2 separate regions of the Danio rerio genome follow, and region 2 is linked to region 1. The links are chromatin contacts, called in public HiCAR-type maps. All regions are on one chromosome and are shown on one strand. The core of a region is the stretch at or near the end of the contact, and the rest is flanking DNA. Distances in the headings are between cores, read along the strand shown.

The links. HiCAR-type assays count read pairs that join an accessible place to other places.
Region 2: a contact with region 1 is called in a HiCAR-type map of caudal fin, with 5 times the contacts expected there. The contact joins the promoter of jag2b here to the promoter of nudt14 in region 1. A contact is called at or near these places in 1 of 18 Hi-C or Micro-C datasets (embryo) and 3 of 4 datasets of contacts at active chromatin or transcription factors (caudal fin, embryo and gastrula embryo).

The regions. Positions count from the first base shown.
Region 1 is chr20:23,812,374-23,815,559 of GRCz12tu, reverse strand. It overlaps nudt14 (nudix (nucleoside diphosphate linked moiety X)-type motif 14), which reads right to left and starts at 1,720. Exons shown (of 5, transcript NM_001044888.1): 1 at 1,640-1,720. The coding sequence starts at 1,720.
Region 2 is chr20:23,934,620-23,937,805 of GRCz12tu, reverse strand. It overlaps jag2b (jagged canonical Notch ligand 2b), which reads right to left and starts at 1,471. Exons shown (of 26, transcript NM_131862.1): 1 at 1,256-1,471; 2 at 478-798. The coding sequence starts at 1,324.

The sequences.
Region 1 (3,186 bases), core at 471-2,970:
CTATTGGGCCTACACTGTAACTACAGACGACTTCATGCGATAAAATGAATCTTTTTCAATGTTAAAAGGAGTTTTCATAATACCCATGACCTGATATTTTTATTCTACAAAGGGTTTCTGGGTCTATTCTTCGTAGCCAAAATAAACACCATAAAACTACCATGACAATGATCACCTCTGGTACTGATAATTTGCTTTATTTAATGTTAATGCTACCAGTGTGAGTTTAAATGCCATTTTATATGACATGTATATCCATAATGAAAAAGCCATATAGTTTACCTTAAATTTTAAAATTAAAAATAAACATATAACTTTAAAATAGCTTTAAAATAAATGTTAGAACTGCATCTCAGTGAAAACCAACAAATATGAGTCAAATATCGGTGCTAAAGTTAAACTGGCAGAGGGCAAGTTATAGAGGCCAAAAGCACATTCTGCAATTTTACAATGCAGAATAAATGACATTTAGTATTGTTTTTCATATAAACAAGTGTGTTACCTCGGCATGTTTCTAAAATATTGGCCAACTTATGCTTAAGAGGAGTCAAAAACTTACATTCAGCTTGTTTAATGATAGACATGGCTTTTGAGCATTCCAGTGTCCGTGTATAAGCAACAAGCAGCATAGCAACTGTCATTGTAACCAATTTACTATGGTTCCTAAAATATGTTAGAGGCTAGTGCATGAATTTTAAACATTGATCAAAAATGACTCACTAGACCTACCTGTGCATTAAACAATTTGAACAAGACTATGAAATAAATAGACAGCATATACTGTATGGCCAAAAATACACTGTATGGGTAAAAATTTCAGACTTTTTTTAAGCCAGACGTCATTAGATTATGTAGAGATCATGTTCCATGAGCATATTTTGTAAATGAACTGTCATAAATACAGCTAAATACTATATTTGACTGTCACTGTCCCACAAGCCAAAACTTTTAGCTAATATTTAATAGAAAATAAACAAAATTGAAGTGAACTTAAAATTATCATGATAATAATTATATATATATAAAAGTTAAAAAGCCTTGTAATAACCCCCAATAATACTTGTGTTTTTTCAATATTTCAATAAGAGCCATATAAAGGGTTAAGCGGATGAAGTACTAAAATCACATATAGAATTACTATTTTTGGTTATTAGATAGATAGATAGATAGATAGATAGATAGATAGATAGATAGATAGATAGATAGATAGATAGATAGATAGATAGATAATAACTTAGCTTGTCCACTAGCATGTATATATCAGGATAGTATATCATTACTTTGCAGCAGTAGCTGTGCAATATTGTGTGCATCAGGCTTTTAATAAAGCCTTTGTATGGCAGCTGTGCTGGTTTTAATGTAAAGCATGTGCTCGAGGGAAAGTGACTGCCTTCCTGTCTATAGCTAAATAGCATCTTGCTAGTTAAGCTAAGATCACAAAACACGATATCAGCAACATATTCTTTTCAATACATCGTTTGTCATCCTGATGTTATAGTCATGGTGAAACATCAGACGCAATGTTGGTCGATAAAAGCAATGACAGAATGAATGGGGGTTGGGCTGCTGACAGCAAAATGATGAGGTGTGACCGCATCACTGACAGATGATAACGTGCGATGAAACTATAGCGACTCACCTGGTTATAATGCACCCTAAACGGTCTCAAATAGTTCGAGCTGGTGCACGGAACCACCTGAATGTTATTGATCTGCTCCATGGCTTTGACAAAGCTGCCCACGGGTACTTCTCACCACAGATGGCAGAGCCGCAGACTACTGGAGAATGAGGGAAACGTCTACGGAAGCCTGGGAAGGACAGAATAAGAGCGCTGTTCGTCTTTGCGTTGTAGTAATGTTCTACAGAGATGACTCTGTGGGCTGCGGCGCAGAAAACCGCCAGTCAGCGTTAGTTGCGGGTGGATGAGGTCATTCGCTTTCTCATTTGATTTAAGGTTAAATGACGGACTCTGTCGCCTCAGCACGTCCTCTTTCAAGCTTTACAGCGCGCGCGCCTGACGCGCGAATGCAGGTGTGCTTGACTCGTGCTGACTGAACCTCAGATTTAGCGCCAACTTCAGGGAGCGCGCGATTTTGTAAATAAACCGCCAAAAGCCCTACATTTAGTAACTTTCTGTAAATCTTTACAGAGACTTTCAGGGCTAGTGAATTATTAATTTTACCCAGCATCTTCTTCTAGGATAAATGTATCATCTTGTGTTATTGTAGATAAAATGACAACTGATCCGAAAAATAATCGATTTAGCTCTTCTAACATTGATAAAATGTGGCCTTAAAGTGAATATACTGTCTGTCTGTGTGTTCATATAAGCACAATAAAGCGGAATTAGTTCACATCCACACGTGGTTTAATTCACACACATCCTATTCCTAGCATGACAAACTTAATCTTTGCTGTTTCAGTACTATATAGAAAAAATGCACCAAAATGCAAAAATCATACTACTTTTATACTTTGCAGTACATTCCATTCAAAACTCAGCCTTTCTGTCTTGCAACTTACATGTTTCATCCTCATTTTCTGTCTTTCACTCCACGATTGCAAAGTAAATCTTTATGCTTATCTGATTCCCTTAAAGCATTTGTGATCTACGAGGAACCATCTAAACATATGGTTTCAATGTAGTTTAGAGAAAACAGAAGAATATATTTGACACTGATGTTTTAAGAATCCCAAAGGTAAGCTGTAAGCATCAGGATGGGTGCAGGTTTCTTATCTGACCTTATGCTTTTGCTAACGTCTCATACAAACCAGCTGAAGAAGCTTATCCCCTCTTCCTTGAGACATCTTTACTTATTCTTTTCCTTCAATAGTTAAGCCTTAGTAAACAGTGACATATGAGGTAGCAACTCTGAAGGACACTTAAAATGGTTCAGCTGTATGTTTAAACTGTTTACAACAGTGTCTTGAGAGCTGGGGATGTTTGTGAGTTACCTTTTCTTTACAAGCACTGAAAGTGCAAAACTGTCACCTCTATATGTAGGGTAACAATTTTTTTCTGCGAATACAGCTTTCACACTCAGAAATGACATCATCTAGTCTGTTGTTATTGACATAATAAGTCTCTTGATGGCTTGACATGATTTTACAGACAGCAGAAATTGATCAATGTGCTAATTACAAAAAGGAAGACAATCAGGCACATTTACAGTCAAAGTCACCCGC
Region 2 (3,186 bases), core at 222-2,721, 120 kb before region 1:
GTAACACAGCCAATTAAAACAAACTATTCTGTTAGAAAGTATCTTTTAAAGCTTCCGCTTGACAGGATGACAGACTTAAGTCACCATTCACTTTCAATCAATATTTCTTCGAGTAAATAACAATATTATCTAATTACTTCGTGTTTCTAAAATAAATAACCAACACAGGTGGGAAACAAGGTGACCAAGTAGCAGAATTTCCATTCAACAGTGAGCTATCTCTTTAAGAGGTGCGTGTCACCTTAAATGCACCTTCAAGCAGCCCGTTTCAAACACGCAGAGCAAAGTGAGTGCCCTACAGATGAAGCAGTCACAGAAATAACAGAAAATCGTTAAAAGACAGCAGCCTACACGCCCCACGATTAAAATAGAGACCCTGTCATCACCCTAACAATATAGTGCACTCAACTTCCGAGCAGTGACAGCTCACCGCGGCGCGTTTTTTTATTACAGCCCATGGAGAAGACGAGGACTCACCGGCCAGGCGAAGTGAAAAGGGATGATGATCTTTCCCACGTCGCTCGTTTTGCTGGGGCTGTTTTTTGCGGTCTTAAAAGAAATTATATTTCCACCAAGAACGTCGGTAGATCCAGAGCCGAAGGTGCACTGTCCAGTGGTGGTGACTTCAGACTGGTACTCCTTCAGACACACTTTAAAGTAAGTATCGCACTCGTCCCGCACGCAGCGCTGGTCTTGAGAGTTCCGCGTGCTGTCGCAACATTCCCCGTCCCACAACTCACCGTTTACATTTTCTACAGCAATCAGCTGCAGCTCAAAATAGCCAGAGGACTGGGACACCTAAAAATACATTGAAAAACAGAAAGACAAATAAATAAACAAACAAACAGAGCAATCATAATGCTGATTGTGCATTACAGAAATGCAGATAAATCTGTGCTAATGTTAATTTGAGGGAATGTGTCGCGTGCGCTTGTGCATTCAAGTCTCCAGAGAATCAGTCTACAATTTTGCAAACCTGTTATGCGGATGAGATGAGAAAATCGGCTTTATTTCATACAATATCCTATAAAACTGATCCACCCGTGCTTTTAATGAGGAATCGTGTTTCAAGTTAACATTTCTTACATCTGACATTTCCAAATGCACGCGCACATGTGGCTGCGTAATTCAAATATCGATCACTTTAAGCAGAAACGGTTGAAATCGTCTGCCCACACCCATCAACTTTTGCCTCCTGATCAGTGCTACGGCAATTAAATCGATCTGCAACACTAATAACAATCAGAGCTCTCACCTTCGTCCACATCGTTAACAGCAGGCACGCGATTGGGAGCCAATTCCTAATCCTGATACAATTCCACATGCCGCCGATTTGATGTGTTATAAACGCAAGATGGAAAACGGCCGATGACCGGCGACAGGATCCTCCGTTCCTGACATGCAAAAATTCACGAGCGTGGTGTGTTTGCGCGGTGATGGTCTGTGCTGATCTCTCCCTCGGTCTGATCACTTCACGGCAAATGATATGTTTCACGGCTACCACACGCCTGAGGAGATCTCGCGTGATTGACAGCTGGAAGGGCCAATCAGTATCCCCCCTGCTGATGCGGTTGGCCAATCGCCACTCGGGGGCGGAGCCTGGCCAAAAAACTTACGAGCTCTATTCCCTCTGTTTCACAACGAGCAATTAAACAGCGTGCTTTCTTTTCTGTCAGGAATTTGGATATTTGTAATGCGTAATTTGCAGAATTAGTATTTTTATCACGTTAATGATTTCTAAACACACAGTGATGACCAGACTACAAATATAACAGAGATGTCGCATTTAAAGTGCCCACATGTTGACTAGAAATGTGTATATATTCTCAAGAATATTTTCTTACATTTTAATAGACACTATGTTAACGTTTGTTCATTTGTTTCATTTGTTTACTGTACCATTGTGGCACATTTATTAAAACAATAGCAACTATGGTAAACAAGAATGAAATTGCTTTATGAATGGAAGTGCTTTAAATTGTCATTTAAAATTGGCATTATATGTGGAAACCACAAAACCAAGAAAATTAGCCTTGAAAACCTCAAAAAAGCTGTATATCCCCGCTGATGTCCTGATGCGTGCTCAGCCTGCTAGTGTGATTTGCCACAGGTGAGAGCGCCCTCTACTGTACATCCTCGCATTGACCTCGAAAGAGACATCCTAACAAGATGAAGACAAACTTTGAAAAACATTTACAAGCAAAATCTCAACATCTAATTAATTTATATAAGTTCCTATTACCTTAGCATCCAATGTAGTAGTTCTCAATCTTGCTGGAAATGTTCAAAATAGTCTAATAAAACATCTGAAAACCAATCAAGTATCTAAAACAAATCTAAATACATCTTGGGCTGGTTTTACATGCATTTTGGGCATTTTCCATTTGGTTGCCAACCAGCTAAACCAGCTGAACATCAGCTTGGCTAGGCTGGTAGACCAGCTAGACCTGCTTGTCCTCGATTGTACCCCAACAACGCACTTTTTTTTCTTTCTGTCTCTCTTTCTTACACTTTATTTATATCAGAATCTTGTTAATAAAAGCCTCAAGTCCTGAACTGAGTGTCAGAAAAGTGTATTCTTTACTGGTATAAATATTAATTTATATCCGATTTGGTTAGAGTAAAACAAACTCTGATGAGATTGCTCTGTTGCTGTGGTTCACTGTGGAATAAACTGGTACACTGCCATGCAAACCATGGAGCAAGCCATAAAGCAGACTGAATGTACTTTAATAAAGAATGTTCCAGTACACTTACAAAGTGTGTCTGAATATGAATTCAACATGAACCAATGACACCTACAGTACATAAAACAAAAGCATGATGTCACAAGCTGCAACTATAAAAGGACAGAATGCTCAAGCGCACCTGTTTTTTTCTCCTTATAGACATGATGTTGCCTATGACAGGCATCAGAAACACATCCCCTTGCTGCAGAATTTTATTTATTTATTTTTTGTGCATGCATGAATTTGTCCCTGGCTCTGTTTTGAGTCCTTAACAATTTCTCAAAACTTCACAACATACTGCACATCAGATTTAGCACAGCAGCCAGCATTATGTTTGGCATTTGGTAACTTCCTTTGCAAAACATACATCATTAAAATATGTTTTTTTTTGTATCTTTCATTTCAGTCAATAAATTACATTGTAAATGTTAAGTCAATGTTTTCATTTCTCTCTCTC